Linked DNA regions of Mus musculus: all the other regions are linked to region 4. Evidence: chromatin contacts called from public Hi-C, HiChIP or PLAC-seq and promoter capture Hi-C data. All regions are on one chromosome and are shown on one strand. The core of a region is the stretch at or near the end of the contact, and the rest is flanking DNA. Distances in the headings are between cores, read along the strand shown. Region 1 holds the start of Ypel1 (yippee like 1). Region 2 has its middle 18 kb from the start of B830017H08Rik. Region 3 holds the start of Dgcr2 (DiGeorge syndrome critical region gene 2). Region 4 holds the start of Thap7 (THAP domain containing 7). Region 5 holds the start of Ube2l3 (ubiquitin-conjugating enzyme E2L 3).

Region 1 (2,700 bases), core at 89-2,588, 460 kb before region 4:
GGATTTGTGTGTTTTTCCTGGAGTGCTTCCAGAAGTCAGGACGCTGGAAAAGGGCACTGGAGTATCCATGATATGAACAGGTAGGTGTTAGAAGTGGGATGGGTAGGAAAGGAAGGCTGGAGGAGGCCTAACCAATGCTAAGGAAATAGGAAAATGCCGTATATAAACCTACTATTTTCTAAGCTATTAAAAAAAACACATTTTTTAAAAGATTTATTTATTTCATGTATGTGAATACACTGTCGCTGTCTTCAGACACACCAGAAGAGGGCATCAGATCCCGTTACAGATGGTTGTGAGCAATCCATGTGGTTGCTGGGAGTTGAAATCAGGACCTCTGGAAGAGCAGTCAGTGCTATTAACTGCTGAGCCATCTCTCCCGCTTAAATTCTTTAAAAATAGAAGAGTCAGCCAGATGGTTCAGTGAGTGAGGGTGCCGCTATCAAGCCTGCTGACCTGAGTTCAAATCCAGGATCAATATGGTAGGTGAGAAGCAGAGCTAACCTCTGGTGCACAGGCATGTGCTTATTCACACAATAAGCTTAAAATATAAAGTTCAAGATCATGTTTGAGCTACATAGTTGAGGCCAGCTTGAATTACAGAATTACAGAGATCATATTCTAAAAGCCAAAAAAACATGAGACTCCCTAGCTAGGACGAATACAAAAATAGAGTAATCAGTCACTTGGGAGACTCACTAAGTAAATGGCAACTCAAAGGGCCCACAATCTAATCAATTAGGGGTATCCTCAATACAATAAATCCTAACAAGCACACTCTAGAGGGCGCAAATACGTCCTGCAATGTGTACATTCACCCTCAGCAGTGTGCTTTGAAAAATCGATCTAAAGAGACTAAGAAAAAAATAACAGAAGAAGCGCAGATGTGGGCATGGAGACTGGGTGATACTGCCTGTGTTTTGTGGGTAGGAAATCTAATCTGGGGTTCCATAATTCAAGTCCACGCAGACCTGGAGGCTCTTGGATGGCGACTTGGAGAGTGGAGAAAGGGTGGTCAGTATGGAGAGAGGGAAGAAGCTTGCGCTCTAGGGACCCAGCTGCAGAGGTCCTCCTGCCTGCAGCCTGAGGCGCAAACCTGTGGAAAATCTCGGTCCTTTGGCCTTCCAGGACCCTACCTCCCCACCGGCCCCGCGACCTGCCGGTTCGCCTGGGTTCCTCGTCAGGCCAGCCCACCGGACTCCTGGCGAGCTCCACCCGGACACGTTCCAGCCCAGTCCCCCGAGCGCAGCGGGGCGCGGGTGGACGCGTGGGGCAGGGCGAGGGGCGGGGAGCGTGGAGGGGCGGAGCGGCGGGAACGCGAGGGCGGGGCTCGGACACTGATTGGGCATCGCCACGTTCCGAGGCCGTTTATGGCGGCTGGGCTGGGCTACGGGTCCAAAACAAAGGGCAGGCGGCCCGCGAGGCGGCGGCAGGAGGATGCCTCGCGCCCGGAGTGGGCGCCAACGGCCGGAGCGCGTCCCGGGTCACACCGGGACCGCCTGAAAACCGAGCTCGCGCCGACCGAGCCTGGGCCGGATGGGCGCAGCGGACCGCGGAGCGGCCGTGAGTACGGGCGGGCCTCAGGGGTTCTCTGCGGAGACCTGAGGATCTCCGGCTCCGGGAGGCGGGGAAGCACCTGTTGGGCGCGGGCGGGCCGGGCGGGAGTGCGGAGGATGCGTTGACTTTTTGTTCTGATGTTCCGAACTGTTGGTATTTGGGTCATTAGAAGACAACGCAAAATCCCGGTCTTTCTTTCTTTCTTTTTTCTTCGCCCCCCCCCCCCCATTGTTTTTTCCCCTACCTTAAAAAATGGGGAAAGAAATAAATACAGAAGATACCTCCAATAAAAGAATATTATGGGGTGGCATTTTCAAGTTGCCTGTACAATAATAACTAAAGGGAATTGTCCTCATTGTTTACCACTTGTGGCTCTAGGCTTTATCAATGTAAATTGCTAACAGTAGCAACTAAATAAGATATTCTCTACTCAATAACTGCACAAATGGTCATCTTCGATCGTGTACTGAGCTCCAGGATAGAAAGCCGGCAGAATTCTGTTTTGGATAGATAATAGACGTTGAAAACATCATTTTTCAGCCCAAGGTCTTTCTAATTCAGTTGCCTTATAAGTATCCACAATGTATTCACCTTAACTAATGTATCTTGTCAAAGAATTGACCATACTCCTCCTCGCTCCGCTGAAGTTCCAAGACCAGGCTCACCTCCTCTGGGGAACTTCTCCAGGCCCCTCTGAGTAAGCCACCCTCACCCATCACCCAGGGCCCTTTACCTCTGCTGTGTTCTGGTAGATGTGTTAACAAATGTTTGCTGAGTACCCGTCTCCCTCTCCCCTAGGGGCTGGTCCAGTGGGTGTCTGTGTGCATGTGTATGGTGGGGTACAAATAAATAAACACACACACACATGTATATTCACCGTGTGTGTGCCTGGTATCTAGAGAAGCCAGAAGAGGGCATCGGATCCCCTAGAGCCGAAGTTATGGATCCTCCACAAGAGCAGCAGGTGCTAAAGGATGTCAGCCCATCTCTCCAGCCATACTGTGGGCTCTTAAAAAAGTCAGGGGTGCTGTATTTGAAGAGTTTTGCTACCAGGATCCCTAGGTCTATGTGTTCCTAGCCAAGGGACTATGTGGTTAGCATGTCTTCTTAGGGATTAGACCAAAATCTTGACTTACCACAGAT
Region 2 (2,700 bases), core at 198-2,697, 280 kb after region 4:
GTCTGGCATCAAACTCACAGAGATTCTCCTGCCTCTGCCTCCCAAGTGCTGATATGAAAGGCATGAGCTACCACATGTGGATCTACTTTATTTTTCAAGCCAGGTTTCTGTGGATGGAGAGATGGCTTGGTAGAAAGTGCACGGACTGCTCTTCCAGAGGACACGGGTTTATCCAGTCCTAGGGGATCTAATCTACTTTTCTGGCCTCTGTGGGTACCAGGCACCCAGGCAATGCACTAGCATACATGTAGGCAAAGCACCTAAATAACAATTAAAAATTCACTGGGAAATGTCAGGGTCTCACTAGTTCAGCTAGACTGGCTGGCTGGAGAGCTTCAAGAGCCTGCTGGTTCCTGTTCTGCTCAGAGGTGGGCGTACACCTGTCCACTACACCTGGCTTTCACACAGGTTATGGAGGTGCACACTCAGGCCTTCACACTTGCATGGCAAAAAGCAGTTTACCCACTTACACATCTGCACAGCCCTTATTTTCTTTTAAAAGAAAATGCCAGCTGGGAGGAGGTGATGCACACCTTTCATTCCAGCACTTGGTAGGCCAAGGCCAGTCTGATCTGTGGGAAGAGTTCCAGGACAACCGGGGCTACACGGAGAAACTCTATTTCATAAATAAATAAATAAATAAATAAGACAATTTTTAAAAAGAAAGGAAGGAAGGAAGAGAGAGGAGAGAGAGAGAGAGAGAGAGAGAGAGAGAGAGAGAGAGAGAGAGAGAGAAGGAAAAATGCCTGTGTCTAGCTGCAAAAACTCTCATGGCTCTGGCCCCACTAAGCATGTTGGTAGGATGACTTCTTCCCTAGCCATGACCATATCTAGTAGGAGGGAATGGCTTGTGAGAGACTACTTTAAGGTCAAGCCAGGCTTTTTCACCTGGAGGGACAGTCGTCTGGCTCTGAGAATCTAGAGCTGATGACTTGGGAGAGTGGGGAAGTAACCGGCGAGTGTCACCCTGATTGACAGATTTGTTCTCCAGGGGTCAGTTGTATCACACACAGCTTTGCTATGCTCAAAGCATTTATGGGGTCCATGCCACTCGCCTTGGTATTCCCTGCATCCAGCAGGCTGCCAGGCATGGAGCTCAGCAAGCCCCTATTGAACTCCTCACAGTGCAACCTCTGGCGCTCCAAGTGTGAGTTCCAGCAGAAATCCTTCCCGCCCTGGAAAGCCTTCTCTCCCGGGGTGAACCTTCCTGTGTGTGGTAAGACAGTGGTTCTGGGTGAAGGTCTTGCCGCACTTGTGGCATTTGTAGGGCTTCTCGCCAGTTTGGCTGCACCATGAGGTAGGAGTACAAGCTGAAGGCCTTAACGCACTCGAAGCACCGGAACGACTTCTCCCCGCTGTGGGTGCGCTGGTGCACCCCATGTCCCAGGGGCAGCAGAGCCGCACTCGCAGTACTTGAAGGGCATGTCGCCGTGTGCGCCCTCTGGTGGAGGGCGAGGCCCGCGCGCCTGTGGGAGGCCTTGGCGCAGTCCCAGCACTTGAGTGGCTTGTGGCCACGGTGGATCTCCTCGTGCACGGTGAGCGAAGAGTGGCAGGCGAAGGCCTTGCCACAGCCGCACCTGCAGGGCCTCTCACCCGTGTGGCCGTAGAGGTGGCGGGTGAGGTGCGTGCGCTGGTTGAAGGCCTTGGCGCACTCGGCGGCGCATGCGTAGGGTCTCACCCCGATGCGCGCTGGGCGGTGCGTGCTGAACAGCGAGCTGCCCCTGGAGGCCTTCTCGCGGGCACCGCGCTTGTAGGGCCGATCGCCCGCGTGCACCGCGGGTGCGCGTTGGGGCATGAGTAGCAGCGTGGCTGCGCTGGTGCTCCACGAGGTCGGCGCTCCAGAGGCCTTGCTGCACTCGTGGCATCTGAAGGCCATTGCGCAAGTGCAGCGAAAGGGCCGGGAGCTTTGCAGGAATACCTTCCCGCACTGGCTGACTTGCTCTCCGCAGCGTCAGTGCCCACCCACCTCATGCTGTCTGTGCTCTCGTGTAGATTGCCTGGGCTCTTCTGACGGTTGCTGTGCTCTTTGGTGGTTCTGAGGCAGTCCCTTTGTGGACTGGATGTCCTTGCTGCATCTGGCAGATGAGTGTTCAGTGAGAGTGCCTTGATCAAAGGAGAGGGGGCACCCTAGAGGGACAGCCTCCTCAGTCCCACTGTGGCTGCCAAGGCTCTCCTTTATGAGGTCGCTCCCACTAGCAATAGGAGCTGGCTTCCACAGCGCAGCCTCGCTCCCCAGTGCAGTGTCATTCTGCAGCTCCCAGGCCAGGATACTACCTGGGCTGCCTCCCATCTGACCTGCCTGAGAATCAAAGCCTGATATAGCCCTGTATTGTAAATGTCCTCCAATTATCTCAGGCTCCACCTTCCAATCTCTAAGAGATTGAAGCAGAGTTTTCTGTACGGAGCAGAAGCATGGCCCTGGAGCTCAGACTGGGTTGCTGGACTGGAGTTGCAAATAAACCAGAAAATTAAATAGAAAACCAAAAGCACCCGGAAGTCCAGAGGCACAAAAGCAGAGTGCCCAAGTGAACCGCCAAAGGAACTCTTCCAGCTGAAGACCCAGCCAGGCTTCTAATCAATCCCCGAGGGCTGAGATCAGGATCAGGTCTCGGGATCAGGAGCTGATTCAGTCCCAGATACATCCACCCACAGATTGCACTGGCATAAACTCAAGTCTAAAAATGTGAGCCAGCAGTTCTG
Region 3 (2,700 bases), core at 189-2,688, 360 kb after region 4:
GGGTTCCTAGCGGGCTACTTTACAACCAGTCAGTTCACTATGCAGAGCAGCTGGCTTTTCCCTTCCTGGAGCCCAGGGAAACGCTCTGTTCAGTTGAGTGTTGTCTTGGGCTTGGTCACTGAGGCTCTGGCAGACATTTCCACATGGGACAAAAGCACAAAGCCAAGCATTGAAATATGTTGCAGGATGGGAGCTGAGATAGGACACTGCTGAGGGTGCACCCACCTGTTCTGACACCCAGTCATGATGTCACCCATAGAAGACTTGCCTGGGGCATTCCTTCATGGGAACCTTCCTCTGCTAAAAGCATTAAGAGCTCTACTTACCACCGCCCTAGTACAGAGGAGTCTCTGAAAGTTCACAGACAAGACATCCCTGCTGGGATCCCTAAAGGGACAGTGAGGCTGTACTGGTATTCCTGTGCCTGATGGATAAATTGACCTGGCTTTGTTGCGGAAGTAGGGTGCAGTGAAGGTTTTTTTTTGCAGGGGGGGGGGCACAGTTCAGAAGTATCTGAAATAAGCAGAAAAGGGACCTGAGGTTCCCCACCACACAAAACTCCAAGGGAGTATCAAAAGTAGTTAATCACACCACACAAAGCACTAAGTGCCAGGCACCGCTGAAAGGACTCTCCCCTGCACCTGGTACTCAGTTTACTCCCAGTACCTCCTTTGGGCAGGGCTGGACTTCTGTGATAAAGCGTTTCACTAAGTGGCAATGAGCAACCAGACATCGCTGTCCAGGGCTGAAACGCTGGCACTAGGCCACAATTGGGCGGACACTTGGGGCACCAGGTGCCTCCACAAGCTGCTTCCAAGACTTCCACTCAGCCAAGCAGAAGGGTGCGCCCGAGACGCAGCTCCTGGCCAGTGGGTCCCAGAGCACGCGGCGCTCGGTGGACCTGGGTCTAAAGGCAACATCCTCGAGGCTCCGAACCCTGGTACACTCCAATTTGTGCCAGGGCAGGGGACGCCCAGAGGCCCGCGGCCAGGCCTCGCCTGTGCCGGGCCGAGGAGCAGTAGCCCCCAGCAGCCGCGGGGGAACGGACGTCCGCAGCCCCACCCCCGACCGCGCCCCCACCCTCAGCACCGCGCACCTGGCCGCAGCGGCTCGGTGACAGTGAGAACCAGCAGGAAGAGCAGCAGGAAGGCACCGCTGTCTGCCTTGGGCACCATTTATCCTCCGTTCATCGTCCCCGGGGCAGCCGCGTGACCCCGCGGGGAGGCCGGACCTGGCCGAGAGGAGTGGGTGAAGGCCGGACTCCGACCTGGGGCTGAGGGGCGGCAGGCGAGGGATCCAGCTGGGCCGCGGCAAGAGAACGCCACCGACTCGCGCGCACTCTAGGCCGCAGGAGCGGGATGAGATTCCGGCTCGCGCAAGATGGCGGCCGTCCTGCTCCGGCCCGCGCCACCCCGCCTCCGGCCCGCACTAACCAATGAACGCCGAGCTGGGCGGGGGGTGGGGTGGCGGAGGGAGGTAGGACCCGAGCTCCAGACGCGGGGCGGGGCATGAGCACGAGAGGCCTAGGGAATGAGCGAGTGGGCGGGGCCAAGGGCGGGGCTAGCAGGAAATGAGGCGTGCCATTGGCTGAACCGAGAGGTGGGACGCAGCCTTGGCAGCGAGGTACCAAAAGGGGTCCCTAGTGCTGGTAGGGTCACAAGGACTGACAGTGCTGGCGCCAGGGTCTGGGGTGGGTAGGAGTGGGGAATCCGGGATTAGTGAATTGAGGAGGTATAGCTGGACCTGAACGATCTTTACTCCTGGAGGCCCAGGTCTGTCCCAGTGCCAACATATTCCCTAAAGTGGTCTTCTAAACGCCGAACGGCTGTGAAGAAAGTGAAGAGCTCTAGTGAAAATAAAGGACCAGCAGTCTCTGTGGATCAGGGAATGGCACAAAGAATATCAACAGAGGAGGAAATGGCTTAATGGATGTCAGAATCTAACAGAGAAGCCCAGAGTCTCTGGACCAGATCTGGGGAAGGAGCTGCCTATACAATGGAGAAAAAAAGCCCAGGCAGAGACAGGGCTAAAGCCTGGGAACAAGGCTCCACATGCTAAACTCACACCTGCCTTCATGAACAGCATGAACGTGGAAGGAGAGACAGCAAATGAAAAACCAATCTGTTCAGGGGAAGGAAGTGAAAAGTGGGGAAGGCCAGTCACCTCCAGCATATCTGACTCACTCTTATTGCCCCTCCACCAAAGTCCCAGGATTTCAACCTACGATAGATACATGGAGCCATGAGTGAAAGATGCTAACTTGTTATAGGTAGGTAAAGTCAAGGTCAAGTCGTCAGACATTCCAACTTTACCAGGTCTTGGCCCAAGATGTTGGACATAGGACTTGTCACAACAGATGGGGGGTTCCTTGCTGGCAGAAGCAAGGGTACCTGTCCAGTGCTGCTCTGGGCACTCAGATAGTTTTATGGCACATTCCCAGCACTGAGTACAAGATCCAGGCCTAGCCTTCTGCCCCCATACCCACCCCCACTGCAAATCTGCCCTGGGAGCTCAGCCAGAGCTCTGAGTTGGGCAGGTCCTTTGGAGGGAACTCAGCCAAGTGCAGTCTTCCTGCCAACTGTCCACCTGCAGAGCCGCCGTTAAGAGTCCAGGAAAGGTTTGGAAGAGAAAAGAGCAGGACAGGAAGTGAGAAGTCTGGCTGAGCGGTACAATGAAAGCACAGAGTTAACTCCTTAACCC
Region 4 (2,700 bases), core at 143-2,642:
ATGTGTATGAATATTTTGCCTGCATGTACATATGTGTACCCGTGCCCTCAGAGGTAGATTGAACCCCAGTCCTCTGTAATGCTCTAAAATGGTTAAGCCATCTCTCCAGCCCTTCCACCTTATTTTTTTAAAGACAAGTTTCTCAACTCAACACAGGGCTCAACAACTCATCTAGACTAGCTTTTCCATAAGTCCTTGGGATCCCCTTTTTGTTTTGTCTTCTCCAGGACTGGGATTAAAGGAACAAGCAATCACATGTGGCTTTTTATTTGGGTCCTTGAATCTGAAATCAGGTCCTAATGCTTGCATACCACGTCTTTAGCAAAGGGGGCTATTTCCCCAGCCTGGAAAGCCTGATTTTCTCTAATGTCACTGGCACAGTGATCCTGGGATCATGCTTTAACTGTACAAAACTGGAAAGAGGCTTGGCACGCTTGACAACTGGTCTGCTTGTCTCTGAGCATGCCAGCGGATGTGCATGGACTCCACCAGGGCAAAGAGCTGCCTCGTTTGACCCACTGCTCTGATGCCTCACAACCTGTCCTGGTGTTAGCTGGCAGAAAGACCCACCTGATTCCCACCAGCTCAAAGCAGTTTTCCTCGAAGTGTTTGGAGCAGAAGTAGATGTACTCAGAGGTCGGATCCCACAGGCCCTGGCCGCTGGGGTCCAGCCGCTGACAGTTGGCCAGCCACAAGCCGCGCCTGGGGTTGTCTTTCTTGGGAAGTCTGCAGAGCCACAAAACCGTGAGCACCAGACTGTCTACAGTCCTGCGTTCAGGATGCCCAAGCTCCCCAAGCAAGAATGGCAGACCTCCCCGCGACCCTTTCAGATTACCACCCGCTGGGGGAAAGGAGAAACTGAGAACGAGAGAAAGAAAGGGGCCGGCTCAGCATCATCTAGCAGGAATGAGTCGGAGCTGTAAATCCAAGCCAGGTAAGCGTCCAGTCCTTTTTCCGGCTGGACTCGAGACTATGCGCCCTTCCCTGTCACCCTCCCGCTCACAAGTTCAAGCCTCACATCGACCTCGGGAAAGCGCCGTCTCCTGCGAGGCCTAAGGTGCGGCAACACCGGCGCCTGCGCTATGAGCCCTCGCGTGCCACTACGCACGCGCGCTGACCTGTGGAAGGAGATGCCGCGGTTGCGAGTCTCGCGCGTATCCCGTGTGCAGCAGCCGGCGGCGGAGCAGTGTCGCGGCATCTGGGGAAGGGGCGGGATCTGGGTGGTGGGCGGCAGTCGGGGGAGGACTGTCTTCACGCCCAACTGTCACTCCCTCCAGAGGGCCCGAGCCGGTCGGCTCCCCGAGGCCCGACCCCGTACCAGTCTTGTCCTAGCTCGTTCTATAGACTCCCGTCAGCGGTACTCACGGTCTTGCCATTGCTGCGCCGCCAAAATCTCGCGATGGGTGGATCGACGCGGAAGTTGGGAGCAGAGATACTCCGTCGCCCGTGGCGCGGGCCCCCAAGGGGCGGGACCGGAAGAGATCCTGGCGGGGCGGGCCACCGGATGTTGGGAGTGAGGGATGGCGATCGTCGCTCCCGAGTTGAGGTTTCTGCATCTGTAGTTTCGGGTCCCTGTTTTGTTTGAGCGTCTGTCGTTTGGACGAAGCAGCTGGGTGTGGTCTGTACTGCTCCCTGAACAACGTACGCGCACACTCTGGTTGAAAAAGATCCACCACCAAGAAAAACCTGGGCTCTTTACTGAAAGAACTCGGCCACGGACTGGTGGCTCAGCACTTGCTACCAACCCTGAAGATTGAATTTGATCCCCAGGACGCAACCTGCTGGAAGGAGAGAACCAACGTCCAGTAATTGTCCTTTGATCCCCATATACATGCACAAAATAAAATGTTAACGACACATTTAGAACATTTTCTTTTAATGGCCTTGTAAAGGCCTGGGTGAAGATAGTGACCTTATGGGAGGCCGTCCCAATATACTAAGTAGCAACTGTCCAGTTATCGGAATGTTCATTTTTCAAACCCTGAGACGCTAGCCGGTGTGTTCCGAGAGCACGGTTTCCCCAGTGATGCTTTGAAGGGGGATTTCTCTGACCACAGGATCAGGCGTTTTACATTCTAGGCTCACTTTTGTAGCAGGAACAAAGTCAGAAATGGGTTCCTTGGGTTTCTGCTGGGGGAAGAGAGGTGAACAATTACAATCTTGGGATGCAGAAGGGGAGGTTATGGGACTCCAGGCCTGAAGGGCACAAAGGCATACTTGATCTAAGTACCGGCGAGGTTGGGTAGCCTGTTATGCTCCTGTAGAGGAGTTGTCTTGGCTGAAAAGGTCATCGAAGCCCCTATTTAGTTGGTTTTGATTTTTCCTGATCTGTTGGAGGCATTCATCCCTATATAAAGCCTCCCATTGAAGGAATAGGGGGCAAGAAGGACCAACCGATGTGCTGGCTCAGTAGTGTACTTAGAGCTGCACAAGACTCAGAAGAATGGATTTGGCCCAGGGTGCATGAGTACCATCCTCCTTTTGATTGTCTAACCTCTTTTAATTCATTGGCCCAGTAGGGATACCAGTGTAGGGGCAGAGAGTAAGTGAGTTGAAAACATGGAAAACCCAGGTGTTACTTTATTTGTGCTGAAGTTTGGACGAATCTCTAATTTCACATAGTTGGTGGGTGTGGGAGGTAGAAGACAAAGAGCCTTCAAGAGTTCTATGAGTGTTCTTAGGGTGTGAGGGAGGCAGGAG
Region 5 (2,700 bases), core at 189-2,688, 330 kb before region 4:
GATTTTAACCAGAAGGAAAGGACTAAATACTTGCTTTAGAGAAAAGAACTCTGGAGCCCAAGAAGGGTAACCATGGAAAAGGATAGAGAAGGGGACCTGAGAAAAGGCAGATGAATTCATGTCATCAAATTACAAGAAAACAGCATGCAGTCACGAAATCTTCCTAAACTGAAACCCACAAGGCTGAAGGGACGACAACTTTTGGGGTTTGAACACGGAAGTGATTAGCATTCCTTTCCTGTAGGTAAATGATGGAGTGTCACCCGCAGAACAGATAAGGGGGTTTGATCACAATTGTTTTGTGCCCACTTCCACTCTAGTTTTATCAAATGTTCTCTCTAGGTTTCAGTGAGCAAATGGCTTTCTTTTGTTTCCAGTGACTCCATCAACCAAATACAAATTTGGTCTCAAGAGCCAGCTCCTGCGACCTTTTTTATTTCCGGTCCGGCGAGAGCTCGGCCGCACTACCAGGTAGCACTCAAACACTGGCGGGTTATCTTTAGAGGATGTCCGCAGATCTACTCGTGAAAAACTCCAACTGAGCACCTATATTGTATGCTTCACCAAAGGAGCCAATTAGTGAAGTGACACTCCCATACATTCAAGATACAAAGTGCGTATACCAAGTTATTTTCGTAAACTTTGGCAGGTTTTGATTTCAACGACAGAAACCAACCCCCACCCTTCATCAGGGAAAGGAGATGCGGATGACTAAGAGGTGGATAGAAAAGAGAACCTAGCTACGCAGGGAGACGACCCCACGCCTTCCTAGAGTTGGAACTTGTCGGCTGTGTGACTCTGCAGTCACAAGGCGACAGTTTGCGTGGACCCAACACAATTTCAAAAGACCACCAACTAACTGACCTAACTTTGGCCGCCTGCCCTCCTCCTTCCTTTCCCGTCTCGGGCCTCGCAGCCTCCCGGTCCCGGAGCTGTGGGCTGGCGGAATGGGGCTCAGAGAACGGCGACCGCGGCCCAGGACCGGGCGGCTCCGCGGCGCGTACTCCCAGCCGGGGCTCCGGCTTTCTTCCCCGAGGGCGCCCAGCTTGGGGCCTCCAGGCCCGGCCCACACATCAACGGCGTCCTCGACCCGGACCGCGGCCGCTGCGACGGAGGGCCCGGCTTCGCTCCAGGAGGAGGGGGCTCGAGAACTGCCCAGGCTGATCCGAAGGGCCGGCAGCGGCGGCTCTCAGCGCGGCCTTGCGCTCCCGCCCAGGCTGCGGCCTAGGCGGCCCCGTTAGATCTCTCCGCACGCGGCACAGCGGGGCCACGCAATGAGGGATGAAGAACGGCGTCGCCCCAAGGAACCGCGGCCCGCCGTAGGGGTCCCGGCCCGGGGACGCCGCCCCCCGCCTGGCCAGCGCCAGAGAATGGCTTTTACCTTCATCAGCCTCCTGCTGGCCGCCATCTTGGATCTGGTGCTGCTGCTTTCCCAAAATGCATCGCGGTAGGCCAGGCGGCTAGAACCCCCTCACTTCCTGGAGCGGGGGAGGGGCTAACCGGGAAGAGCGCGGAATAGAGAAATGTGCCTACTGTGTGCAGGTCCCAGGGCTATAGAATCCTGTGTAGACTCGAGTGACCTGGACAGTTAAAGATCCTTACTTTATGGCGCCTCCAATCCTATGGCAAGTACATACAGTGCTTGACACATAGTAGGTGCACTATAAATAGTGTGTACACAAAATAATAGAATAATCAAGATTATTTCAGGCACTACTAAACATTGTGAAGAAATCAAAACTGGGAGATGAGAAAGTTATTCTGTTACTGAACACGTAATACAATCGGTAAAGTGCCTGCCTGATCAAGAAGGACCTGAATTTGGGTTCCCAAGAACCCACACAGAAGCAAGCATGGTCATTAGCACTAGGGGAGGTAAGTTACAGTTAGATCTCTGAAGTTCTTTTTCTAACCTGCCTAACTGAATTGATGGTGAGCCTCAGATTCAAGGAGAAAACCTGTAAAGTACAAACAAGGAAAGAATTCTGTGGACCTCAGGTCTCCACATGCATGTGTGTGCACGCCCACACTAACATTCACATACAGCCTCCTACACACAAGAACTACAGGATCTGCTTCTCAGGAAGGCTCACTGAAGAAATACCATGAATAAGACAGTGCAGGGCAGCCGAAGATAAGTGGATTGTGCCTTTAATTCCTGCAGAGGGAGGCAGAGGCAAGCAGAATATAGATTCTAGCCAGCCTAGCTACATAGTATGATCCTAGTAATGGCTGAAATATCCAGAGAGGAAGAAAGAAACTGCCAGAAGGCAAACCCTACACTCACTCAGTGCTTTTACAAGTGGAGAAGTGTTGGAGGTTGGGAGATGAGATGTAGATAAGGCCTCATGTAGCCTAAGGTGGCCTCAAAATTCACTATATAACTAAAGATGACCTTAAACTCCTGATCCTCCAGCTTCCACCCTCAAGTTCTGAAAGTACCTGTACTCCATGAGTAACATCCATGTGCCCATTAGAAAGGATTTTTGCTTTGGTCTTTTGATGCCCTTTCTATCTAAAATTAATAGACTCCCTAAGGGAAAATCACTTGACACCAGTGGGGGAATGGTGGGCTAGGCCACCAAGACCCCAGACTCCATGTCTCAAAAGGGCTGAAGCTCTAAGGAGAAACTAGCAGTACAGAGCTGGCAACATGAGGCCGACAGAAATGTGAAGAGAATGCATTGCTTTCATTCAGCA

What was found. Promoter capture Hi-C pulls out the DNA fragments that hold promoters and counts their contacts. A called contact is a pair of places that touch in the nucleus more often than the background predicts. HiChIP or PLAC-seq counts read pairs in DNA pulled down with a chosen protein or histone mark. Capture Hi-C pulls out chosen DNA fragments and counts their contacts.
Region 1: a contact with region 4 is called in a promoter capture Hi-C map of pre-B cells, with 3 times the contacts expected there. The contact joins the promoter of Ypel1 here to the promoter of Thap7 in region 4. A contact is called at or near these places in 3 of 39 promoter capture datasets (cranial neural crest, neural stem cells and pre-B cells), 2 of 484 Hi-C or Micro-C datasets (the G1E-ER4 cell line and embryonic stem cells), 3 of 115 datasets of contacts at active chromatin or transcription factors (all in embryonic stem cells) and 1 of 9 other capture datasets (embryonic stem cells).
Region 2: a contact with region 4 is called in a Hi-C map of the N1E-115 cell line, with 6 times the contacts expected there. The contact joins the enhancer-like site here to the promoter of Thap7 in region 4. A contact is called at or near these places in 1 of 39 promoter capture datasets (cranial neural crest), 5 of 484 Hi-C or Micro-C datasets (CD4 T cells, CD8 T cells, the N1E-115 cell line and 2 more), 7 of 115 datasets of contacts at active chromatin or transcription factors (embryonic hindbrain, embryonic midbrain, embryonic stem cells and 4 more) and 1 of 9 other capture datasets (adipose tissue).
Region 3: a contact with region 4 is called in a FOXA1 HiChIP or PLAC-seq map of pancreatic cancer cells. The contact joins the promoter of Dgcr2 here to the promoter of Thap7 in region 4. A contact is called at or near these places in 1 of 39 promoter capture datasets (the 3T3-L1 cell line), 1 of 15 datasets of contacts at CTCF or cohesin (the NIH/3T3 cell line), 4 of 484 Hi-C or Micro-C datasets (CD4 T cells, embryonic stem cells and erythroblasts), 4 of 115 datasets of contacts at active chromatin or transcription factors (bone marrow-derived macrophages, memory CD8 T cells, microglia and 1 more) and 2 of 9 other capture datasets (adipose tissue and liver).
Region 5: a contact with region 4 is called in a promoter capture Hi-C map of adipose tissue. The contact joins the promoter of Ube2l3 here to the promoter of Thap7 in region 4. A contact is called at or near these places in 10 of 39 promoter capture datasets (the 3T3-L1 cell line, the C10 cell line, the HPC-7 cell line and 5 more), 1 of 15 datasets of contacts at CTCF or cohesin (pro-B cells), 9 of 484 Hi-C or Micro-C datasets (B cells, the Ba/F3 cell line, the G1E-ER4 cell line and 3 more), 10 of 115 datasets of contacts at active chromatin or transcription factors (the 230-238 cell line, the SCID.adh cell line, bone marrow-derived macrophages and 5 more) and 4 of 9 other capture datasets (adipose tissue, embryonic stem cells, liver and 1 more).

Annotation. Positions count from the first base shown.
Region 1 is chr16:17,068,801-17,071,500 of GRCm38.p6, forward strand. Ypel1 (yippee like 1) reads left to right here and starts at 1,339. Exons shown (of 5, transcript NM_023249.6): 1 at 1,339-1,563.
Region 2 is chr16:17,814,059-17,816,758 of GRCm38.p6, forward strand. It overlaps the pseudogene Zfp520-ps. Among named protein-coding and RNA genes, the nearest start is that of B830017H08Rik, 18 kb to the right of the region's middle. Within about 2 kb of position 1,448, at least 112 of the 459 cell types and tissues checked have an H3K27ac peak or open chromatin away from gene starts, as enhancers often do. A contact at or near this core is called in CD8 T cells, the N1E-115 cell line, extraembryonic endoderm stem cells and 2 more, where this site is marked.
Region 3 is chr16:17,890,290-17,892,989 of GRCm38.p6, forward strand. It overlaps Dgcr2 (DiGeorge syndrome critical region gene 2), which reads right to left and starts at 1,439. Exons shown (of 10, transcript NM_010048.3): 1 at 1,097-1,439. The coding sequence starts at 1,175.
Region 4 is chr16:17,529,660-17,532,359 of GRCm38.p6, forward strand. It overlaps Thap7 (THAP domain containing 7), which reads right to left and starts at 1,393. Exons shown (of 5, transcript NM_026909.2): 1 at 1,366-1,393; 2 at 1,119-1,198; 3 at 571-726. The coding sequence starts at 1,198.
Region 5 is chr16:17,200,054-17,202,753 of GRCm38.p6, forward strand. It overlaps Ube2l3 (ubiquitin-conjugating enzyme E2L 3), which reads right to left and starts at 1,439. Exons shown (of 4, transcript NM_009456.2): 1 at 1,382-1,439. The coding sequence starts at 1,408.